Linked DNA regions of Hordeum vulgare: region 1 is linked to region 2. A link is a contact called in public Hi-C data. All regions are on one chromosome and are shown on one strand. The core of a region is the stretch at or near the end of the contact, and the rest is flanking DNA. Distances in the headings are between cores, read along the strand shown. Region 1 holds the start of LOC123426726 (cellulose synthase-like protein H1). Region 2 holds the start of LOC123426729 (probable serine/threonine-protein kinase At1g01540).

The links. A called contact is a pair of places that touch in the nucleus more often than the background predicts.
Region 1: a contact with region 2 is called in a Hi-C map of leaf, with 6 times the contacts expected there. The contact joins the promoter of LOC123426726 here to the promoter of LOC123426729 in region 2. A contact is called at or near these places in 2 of 6 Hi-C or Micro-C datasets (both in leaf).

What each region holds. Positions count from the first base shown.
Region 1 is chr2H:475,735,073-475,740,332 of MorexV3_pseudomolecules_assembly, reverse strand. It overlaps LOC123426726 (cellulose synthase-like protein H1), which reads left to right and starts at 1,328. Exons shown (of 9, transcript XM_045110601.1): 1 at 1,328-1,662; 2 at 1,762-2,092; 3 at 2,192-2,317; 4 at 2,432-2,551; 5 at 2,656-2,868; 6 at 2,962-3,082; 7 at 3,187-3,371; 8 at 3,478-3,828; 9 at 3,980-4,707. The coding sequence starts at 1,412. The coding sequence ends at 4,537. It overlaps LOC123430283, which reads left to right and starts at 5,180. Exons shown (of 2, transcript XM_045114156.1): 1 at 5,180-5,260. The coding sequence starts at 5,234.
Region 2 is chr2H:476,068,384-476,073,723 of MorexV3_pseudomolecules_assembly, reverse strand. LOC123426729 (probable serine/threonine-protein kinase At1g01540) reads right to left here and starts at 3,011. Exons shown (of 7, transcript XM_045110603.1): 1 at 1,439-3,011; 2 at 1,011-1,115; 3 at 799-921; 4 at 549-719; 5 at 340-469; 6 at 45-254. The coding sequence starts at 2,073.

The sequences.
Region 1 (5,260 bases), core at 79-2,578, 330 kb after region 2:
TTTGAATCCCTGAAATCGGCACACCGAACTCACTGATCCTGATCTATTTTAAACCTTAACAGAACTTAGCCGGGATTTGCTGACTTGGGCCGGGCTCATTAGCGCAGTTGCGCACGCGCGCACCCTCTGCTCTGGTTTTTTTTATTTTCTTTTTGCTTTTTCATATGTGTATTTTTTTTCAGTATCCAATGTATTTTTTAACACATATGTATATTTTTGGTAAACTTCCAATATTTTTCAACACATTATGTACATTTTAAAAGTACATCTTACAAAAAAAATACATGATAATATTTTTCTAAATAAATATTTTATATTTTATAAATAACAATAAACATTTTATAAAATTGATATATATTTTTTTGAGGTATAAATCAATAAACGTTGAATGTTTGGCGCTAGGATTATGCTCCTAAATTTATAAAATGCATGTTGGACCAATACGAATAGAATTAAAAATACGAATAGAATTAAAAATACAAATAGAATAAAAACATATGAATATAATTAAAAATACGAATATAATTAAATAACATTTTTTTGAAACAAAAAAGACACAGAACTTATGACAAAAATAGAAAACATAAATATTTTTAACTTCTGAACAATTTTAAAAATGCGCAAACTTTTTTTAAACTTCGTAATTTTTTTGTTAGTGGGCCGGTTCAATTTCTGTCTATAAGAGTAGCAGCCTAGCAGGTTATCCCGGTCGGGATTGTGGTATTGCCAGAATTCCGGTGTGCCAAACGGGTCTAGGGTTCAAAATAGACCGGGATTACAAATTCAGAGTGCCAATTTCAGGGATTCAAAGTTCAGGGTTTGATTTAGCTTTCGTCTATAACTTTAGGGTTTGTTTTGAACTTTTTTCGTGCAGTGGACGGCTCGCATAACGTTGTGCCGAGCGTTTGTGTAACAAAAACAGTCGCTGGCGACTTGGCGAGCTCGTTAGGCGTGACGTGCATGGGTCCAATAATTTACCGTGCGTACGTGAGTGATATCGTCAAGGATAACGGATCCAAACTGGAGTCCTATTCTCCACACGCCATGGTTTTGCATGGATCCGGCTGGGTGGCACGCTGGACCAAGTGAGCAGCGAGCACACACTTCCGTAGCAAAGAGACAAGAGCACCATCCCTGTCCCAAAGATTATCATACGGTGGCAGTGGTACATGGCAGAACCAAGTAAAGATAACTTTCTCCTGTCCTCCCACCCTCCGAGACCCCATCACAAGTCATAGTCTAGTTTTGTTTTTGTCCTGATCGGAAATGCGCCGAGGAGAGGAGAGGATAGTTTTATCTGGTCCATATAAATGCACTCGAGCGGTTGTTGCTTGTGGAGCTGTGTTCGTGGAGCTTAGCTAGTCTGCTACTGCTACTGCTGGCTAGTGGCTACCTGCTCTCGGCCACGGCCATGGCGGGCGGCAAGAAGCTGCAGGAGAGGGTCGCCCTGGCGAGAACCGCGTGGATGCTGGCCGACTTCGCGATCCTCTTCCTCCTCCTCGCCATCGTGGCCCGCCGCGCCGCCTCGCTCCGGGAGCGCGGCGGGACGTGGTTGGCGGCGCTCGTCTGCGAGGCGTGGTTCGCCTTCGTGTGGATCCTCAACATGAACGGCAAGTGGAGCCCCGTCCGGTTCGACACCTACCCCGACAACCTCGCCAACAGGTACTCTACGTACGTACCCACGGCGACAAGACCCACCATGCTGACCCCTACAACTTCCTCAAATTTTGATCTAGCTAGTGTCTGTGATAATTTTGCTAGGATGGAGGAGCTCCCGGCGGTGGACATGTTCGTCACGACCGCGGACCCGGCGCTGGAGCCTCCGTTGATCACGGTGAACACGGTGCTCTCGCTGCTCGCCCTGGACTACCCGGACGTCGGCAAGCTGGCGTGCTACGTCTCTGACGACGGCTGCTCCCCGGTGACGTGCTACGCGCTGCGTGAGGCCGCCAAGTTCGCCGGCCTCTGGGTCCCTTTCTGCAAGAGGCACGACGTTGCTGTGAGGGCCCCATTCATGTACTTCTCTTCCACGCCGGAGGTTGGCACAGGCACAGCCGACCACGAGTTCCTGGAAAGCTGGGCGCTCATGAAGGTTAGGCGCCAATGGTGACCATGTCAGTTTACAAAATAATGTTTGGTCGTCCATCATCGCCATGGCCATTCATCTTCCTCGTGTACGTGTGACTTTCAGAGCGAATATGAGAGACTAGCCAGCCGAATCGAGAACGCCGATGAGGGCTCCATTATGCGTGACAGCGGCGACGAGTTCGCCGAGTTCATCGACGCCGAGCGCGGGAACCATCCTACCATCGTTAAGGTCGCCGCACTGACCATGTCCATGCATGTGTCCATGAACATCGTGTCATGACAAACGCATAGCAAATCCGTGTCTCGTGCTAATATCGTCACGGTTAATTTGGGCCGAGTTCAGGTTCTGTGGGATAACAGCAAGAGCAAAGTGGGGGAAGGATTCCCACATCTGGTGTACCTCTCTCGAGAGAAAAGCCCCAGACATCGCCACAACTTCAAGGCTGGTGCCATGAATGTTCTGGTGAGCACTCTCTTTCGCTCAACACAGTGTTGCACTGCTAATCAGTGTCACACAAGCAGCACACCACATTTTATACTAATTAAGCTGATCATTTCGTGGTGCAGACAAGGGTGTCAGCCGTGATGACCAACGCTCCCATCATGCTGAATGTGGACTGCGACATGTTCGCCAACAATCCGCAGGTCGCCCTACACGCGATGTGCCTCCTATTGGGGTTCGACGACGAGATCCACAGCGGGTTCGTCCAAGTGCCACAGAAGTTCTACGGTGGCCTCAAGGACGATCCCTTTGGCAACCAGATGCAGGTTATAACCAAGGTACTACATATGCATGTGCACAAGTGCTCTTGTCGTCGTGCTGTGCACCACTAGGTAGTGTTACAGTTGTACTGGTTTTTGTGGCATGTTCAGAAAATTGGAGGTGGAATCGCCGGGATCCAAGGCATGTTCTACGGCGGCACGGGCTGTTTTCACCGCAGGAAAGTCATTTACGGCATGCCGCCACCTGACACCGTCAAACACGAGACAAGAGGTGAAACTGGGCACACAACAGATGTGATCATCAGGCGTAAATTGGAGTATGCATTTCAGTTCGACTAGGGCATTTCAAATGGCTAAGTGTTCTTAATTTGCCAGGTTCACCATCTTACAAGGAGCTGCAAGTCAGGTTTGGGAGCTCAAAGGTGTTGATCGAATCATCTAGGAACATCATCTCAGGAGACCTGCTCGCTAGACCAACCGTTGATGTATCGAGTCGCATCGAAATGGCAAAACAAGTCGGCGATTGCAACTATGAGGCTGGCACGTGTTGGGGCAAGGAGGTATGCTTAGCTACCTGTTGCCGTATTTTTGCAGGTTTCGCTACAGTACATCTACAATCTTTTGCAGTTTTTCTCTAGTTACAGTTTCTTCCATGTATTTTTGCAGATTGGTTGGGTCTATGGATCAATGACAGAAGACATTTTGACCGGACAACGGATCCATGCGGCGGGTTGGAAATCGGCCTTGTTGGACACCAACCCACCGGCATTCTTGGGATGTGCTCCGACCGGGGGACCGGCCAGCTTGACCCAGTTCAAGAGATGGGCAACAGGGGTTCTGGAGATACTCATCAGCCGGAACAGCCCTATCCTCGGCACCATCTTCCAACGCCTCCAACTCCGGCAATGCCTTGGCTATCTCATCGTCGAGGCGTGGCCCGTGAGGGCGCCTTTCGAGCTGTGCTATGCACTATTGGGACCTTTCTGCCTTCTCACAAACCAGTCCTTCTTGCCAACGGTACATACACTTTCGCGGTTCGCCAAGATACATTATGCAGCTAAACAAAAATGCTGTGTGATTTGTTTGATAATGAAGCAGGACCTAGTTGGCTAATATGTATGTAAATTCAGATATTTTTTTTATGATTGGTACATTTGTTGTTTTGCAGGCATCGGATGAAGGTTTTCGCATCCCAGTAGCTCTATTCTTGAGTTACCACATATACCACTTGATGGAGTACAAGGAGTGCGGGCTCTCTGCCCGCGCCTGGTGGAACAACCACAGGATGCAACGCATCACCTCGGCCTCCGCCTGGCTCCTCGCCTTCCTCACCGTGATCCTCAAGACACTAGGGCTCTCTGAGACCGTGTTCGAGGTCACCCGCAAGGAAAGCAGCACGTCCGATGGCGGCGCCGGCACCGACGAGGCCGATCCAGGACTGTTCACATTCGACTCGGCGCCCGTTTTCATCCCGGTGACGGCGCTCTCAGTGTTGAACATTGTGGCCCTCGCCGTCGGGGCATGGCGCGCCGTCATCGGGACTGCGGCGGTCGTTCATGGTGGCCCGGGCATCGGAGAGTTCGTGTGCTGTGGCTGGATGGTGTTGTGCTTCTGGCCGTTCGTGAGAGGGCTTGTCAGCAGGGGAAAGCATGGAATCCCGTGGAGCGTCAAGGTGAAGGCTGGTTTGATTGTGGCTGCGTTCGTGCACCTCTGCACAAGGAACTAACCGGCCGGGCTGGCCATCGAAATATTGGAAGCGTAATTTTAGTTCTACCATTGGAACATGTAACGAAGACTCAAGCAGGAATTAAAGCGTGTTATTAAAGGAAGTTTGACCCAATGTATCTATCTATCTCTCTCTAATCTCTCTCTAATAATAAAGCAAATTGAGTTTCTGGTCGTCCGTCGTGGCAATTTTACGAAAACACCCCTTTATTGTTTCGTAATCAAACCGCGGTCCTTCATTAAGTGAAAAAAACGTTTCGTTTTTTTAAAAAAAAACATGCATCGGGGCGGCCCAAGGCAGCAGCCAGCCACTGACTCCTCCCGAGCCCCTGATATGCTCACCGCGTCGCCGCCTCGCTCCTCCCGCCGATCGCCGGCCCCGATCCACGCCGGATCCCTCCGCCGGCGAGCTTCCGAAGCCTTCGCCCCTGCTCTGCCTCCTCTGGAGCTCCGCCCAGATCCGGAGCGCAGGCGGAGCATCTGGCTACTACTACTGCCTGCGGTTTGAGCTGCGGTGGCGGGGGAAAGGGCGGGGTGAAGGGAGGTGCTCCTCCTGGCGATTCGCTCGGTGCCTCTGATAGTCCTGAGATTTTGAGGCGATTCTGCTCTCGTTGTGCTCCGTGGTCTCCGGGGAGCTGCTGATTTGGTGGAGGATTGGGGGGCGTCTGCGCGTGGTCACTTATTGGTCAATGCCAGCATGTTATACGAACAGAAAGATAGAGAG
Region 2 (5,340 bases), core at 1,762-4,261:
TTGTTAAAATGAAGATTAAAAGTTGCCATGCCATATTGACTTACATCTCTGTAGGGGAAATCATCAACTTCAAGCATGTGAATCACATGGCCAATCTTTGGCCTCTTGCGAGCTTCAGGGTCTACACATCGCAGAGCCACCAGCAAAGCCTTTTTCAGTGCCCTTGAAGTAGGCTTCTCGGTCATCTTGGGATCCAAAACCCCCTCTGAATTTCGGCTGCTGACCATCGTCTTCAGCCATTCAACGAGATTAACCTGAAAGAGTAATCTGCAGAATTTATAAATGCATTTCACGAGTGCTTAATTTAGCACTGGCTACAAGGAGGCACAGCCTACTAACCTCTCCAGGTGGCCTGTTGTAATCTACTGGTACCCTACCAGATATTATTTCCATAATAAGAATCCCAAAACTATAGACATCACTAGTTTCATTCAGCATGCCGGTGCCTGCATACTCTGGAGCAACATACCTGCAATAACAAGAGATACATAAGCAACTATGTTCATGTTTATCTTACGTGGCGATGTTTTCATAAGTATCATACTTACCCAAATGTCCCCATGACCCTGGTCGTGACATAACTCCTCTCGGAGCCCAAAAGCTTTGCTAGCCCAAAATCAGAAAGCTTAGCGTTCCAATGCTTGTCAAGTAGGATATTGCTTGACTTGACATCACGGTGAACCACCTTTGGCTCAAGTCCCTCGTGCAAATACATTAAACTGCACAACTAGGTAACTGTGTAAGTATTAAGTAGTGGCAAATATACTTTTAGATCATCAGTAACTCACATGCACTTACCCTTTTGCTGATCCGAGAATAATCTTCATTCTTATGTCCCATGTAAGAGGGCTCACAGGACCAACATCACCATGAATCCATTGCTCCAAAGTTCCATTATTGACAAACTCATACACAAGCATCCTGAAAATAATTCATATACAACACATTTTATGTTACAAGGCACCTCATTTGTGGAATACAGCAGCTCAACTTATCACTCAAGGATGTACCTTTGGTTGCCCTCAGCACAGTATCCAAGCAGCCGCACGAGGTTCTTGTGCCGCACCCGCCCGATTGCTTCGACCTCAACCTTGAATTCCCTCTCAGCCTGCCCCCTAACAAACCAAGTATATTACTAAATTCAGCAACACAAAAACCACACGTTACACAAATCACACATTTCAGCCTCTCAAATGGCAGCTTCCACGCTAAGCATGCTAACCAGAAGGAAATGGTAGACTTGGATAATGACTTGTCATTTTTTTTATCAGGTTCTTGCACATTGTCACCATCTGAATTGTCAATATCTCAAGTCAGTTTCAGTGACCCCGTGCACCCATCAAATTATACATCTTGCTTAAACTCAAATCAATTATACGCCAATCAGAAACAAGGTCCTAAATTTGGCTATACTTGAGTTCACGGGAAGCGCTGTTACCTGTTATTCAGCAAATTCTTGACGGCGACCTGTGTGCCGTCCTCGAGAATGCCGTGGTATACGATGCCGTAGCCGCCCTCGCCAATCACCTTCTCGTCGGCGAACATTGCCGTGGCAGCCTCGAGCTCCTTGAGAGTGTACCAGTGGCCCCACCCCAGGTGTGAGACCTCGGGCACACCCGGCTCCGAGCCACCTCCGCGGCTCTCGCCGCTGGCCCCGCGCGACGACGGGCCCCCGCTACGCTGATGGTGGGGCGGCGGCTGCTCCGGGAACGTGATGCGGTGCTCCTTACCGGTCTCGATCTGGATGGACTCCTGCGGGGACGCCTGGAGAATCTGAGCGAGCGGCACCTTGGGCGCGGCGGCGGGGGCCCCCGCCGCCGCGCCGCGAGAGGGCACCTCTTGGATGTCCTTGGGCGGTTTGGTGGGGTTCTTGGGATGGGCACTGGGCGCGACGGTGGCGAGGTGGAGGACGGGGGCGGCGGGGGCGCGGCGTCGGCGGCGACGGCGGTTGGCGAGAAGGCAGAGGAGGGAGAGGAGGACGAGGAGGAGCACGAAGGCGGCGCCGACGCCGATGCCAACGAGCTCCCAGAGGTGGAGGCCGAAGACGACGGTGCTCTGGTCCGAGTCCGACATCGGACCGCGGCGGCAAAGCTCGCTCGCTGGCTCAACCAGGAATGGCGGATCTCCGCAACCACTCTGGTCTGGCTTTCGAGCAGAATTCGGTGCTAAAGAAAGATCGGGTTTGGAACAGAGCAGCCAGCTAAAGCTTGGGTTCGTGCAGAGAATTGGGCGCAGAAAGCAAGGCTGGATTCCCGCAGAGAATGAATGAATGGGCGGGCAATCCAGGCGGCCAAGATTGGGTTTCGCAGAGGATGTTGCAGTGGGAAACGCTGGGGCTTTTGGGGGGAGGAGGGGAATTTAGGACAGGATGGAGTGACGAAGAAGGGTGGATTCGAGGGGCGGCAGGGCCCAAGACGGTGGATTTGGGAGCAATGTGGAAGCAGAGACCAAAGATTAGACGATTGTTTGGGGGGTGAAGGGTGCGGGATGGTTAATTTGTTCTTGATAAAAGATTGGATTGTGGTTGGGAGGAGGGTTTGGGGGAGGGGGAGGGTGGTTGGTGGTGATCTTTAGAGTAACAACAAATCAACGAGGGAATGGAGAGCGAAGGATCAATTATTAGGAGCGGTACTCCCTACTGCTCTCCTACAGACGGTGTGGAAAGAGATGAGTGAGGACTGATGGGTTGCAGGAGGGAAGGAGCGCCAGTGCCAGTGGCTAGTGGGAGGCCGGGAGCTGGGAGCGAGTGGTGACAGGGTGTGCGTGGCTGCTTTTTCTTTGCTTTGGCAATTGCATGCATGGAGGATTAGATTAGGCAAGTCAAGGGTCAAGACCTAATAAAATAAGCAGATCAGGTCAGAAGAGAAGAGGAGCATGGATGGATTGGAGGGTAGGAGAATGATATTTTGGGGGTCCTGGAAAAGGGGGAGGAGCTGGAGAGTGAAGCTGGTGCGAGCTGTCACGCAGGATTGGATTGAAACTGAACCATGAGGGAGAAGAGAACGTCCAATTGGTTGCACTGTATAGGATCTGGGTTTCTTTTCTATATTGTTTCTTACTGTTCATTGGTTTGGAGGCACGCTTCCTTTTCTATTTTTCACGTGATTTTCTCGATTTCACAATACAATTGGCGTCCGATCGGGTTTCTTTTCTATATTGTTTCTTACTGTTGATTGGTTTGGAATGGCTTATCACGACTTGCCGCACGCTTCCTTTTTTATTTTTCATGTGATTTTCGTGATTTCATGAAAAATTGCCGTCCGCTAAGATCAATCTTTTAGGGGTTTGATATTCATCACACATGTGGTATATTTGATATCCGTCCACATATTATGCGTGACATCACGCAAAATATAACATATGAAGATCAATGCGTGTGGGCAAAGTGCAGATATACGACACGTGTTAACGTTATCATATGGGTTCTTTTATTGCAGAGCAATTTGTCAAGATGGGACGACACGGCTTCTCGTGGTTTCATTGATAGAGGTGAGGAAAACTTGACTGGTGTGGGTGTGGGGAGGGTTTTTAGCTTTGACCGTTGGTCGGATTAGATAGCTACCTCGATGTATGCAGGGAACAAATTTTATCCATCCGGGCAGGGGTCTTTTTTCTTCAATTGTTGCTTGAATTAGATAGCTACCCCATCGAATGTAGGAACAACGTGGTTTGACGTGGGGTCGCAACCAAAGGTGAGGTAAGGATGGGATGAAAGTTGGGAGGCCAAAGGATGAAGAATCCGGGTGAAACAAGACGTCACACAAATGTTCCGAGTGATCTCTTTTGTATGCTCGTTCAAGTAGATTGAAATGTACTTCTTTATTTCATCAAAACATCTACTCTACATGCATGCAGTTTTTGTGCATTTCATAGTCTTCTATTTTGTGAAAATATGTCTAGTAAATTTCTGCATATTTCCTATTCGTGTGTTTTTCCTGTTTCCCATTAATGTTCCTCATCCATGTGCTCAAAGCAATGTTTGCATACACATATATGAATTTGTCGCGCAATAGCGTAATTCATGCTTTCCACTTTGACAGGTGGCTTGATGACTGAAACACATTATTCTGGATGAACGGTGGTTTCATGGTTTAAGCGTAACTCTAACAAAGTCGTTGTATCGGCAACCTCTACAATGGGCTGGAGTCTCCTTCACAAGACTTTGTTGGTTGCGAAGAGTTTGTACAAACTCAGAGTCACCATATTTGTGCAGCCTCCATAATTGTCTCTCATATTCTCTTATATTTGTGCATATACACTCTTGATTCTCAAGCTCACGTGATTTAATCCTTCGCCATTCAGCAAGATTTCAAACCATACCACATTCTTCAAGAATCAAATTAAATATAAACATAACATGAAGTTCAATCAAAAGCTATCATCTTTGGCTCAAAATGTGTGAAGAAAAGATGAAGGATCATGAAGAAATTCACATGGCATATACAAATCACATGTCGACGACAAAGCTACCTTCTCACATTTGTGTACCGCCCCCTCCTCCGGTGCATTGGCGCTACGTGGCATCCTAGAGGCCATGATCTCCGCTCACAAGCTCTGCCAACAATCTTGATGTTTCATACAATGCGCTTGGATCCATCATCATGAATTGGTTCTTTGCCACGTTATCTCTTGCATTAGTCGATACTCCTCAAGTTGAAGCATACATGTATCCATCTCTTCCTTGCACCTTTTACTTGTGTGCATTGTGTTACCATTTTGTGTCATCTTCTCTTCCTCCTCCAACTCCAACTTCCCTTGTTTCCTCTTCTCCTCCAACTCCTTCTTTGTCTTCATCAACTCACTAATTTTGTCTTTCATCTCTCCCTTAGCCCACATGGGCCTCTTTCCCGTGTAATCACGACTTCCAAGGTGGTGGTTCGACAAGTTCTTGCCCTAAAGATCCTTCATTCTCTTTGACTTGGCCTTGGTTTCTTCGATAGCGCATGTCTGCTTGAATTTTTCGTAGTCCGCTCCTGTAATTGTCAGTTTATCCTCAAAATCTCGGCGTAGGATGAATGATCTACTTAAACTACTCTTTTCACCCTAGATTTCCAGGCGCTCAATGCGTTCCTGAACTTGACAACGACTTTGGTGTTTAATTTTTCCATGACATCATCTTTTCACGACTTGAGCGTGTCATTCCAGTCGGGGAACTGGAATCTCGCATGCAACTTGGTTAGAAGGAGGTGTTCCAATTGTGATTTTTTCCTTATTTCTGTGTCATTGATGTCGGTGGTCTCCCATAGGATGCATACCGGTACTTGTGATCTGTGTTGGATTTTTCCGCGGAGAAGAGTGGATGATGCAACACTGTATGGATAAGTATTTTCCTCGGTGAGA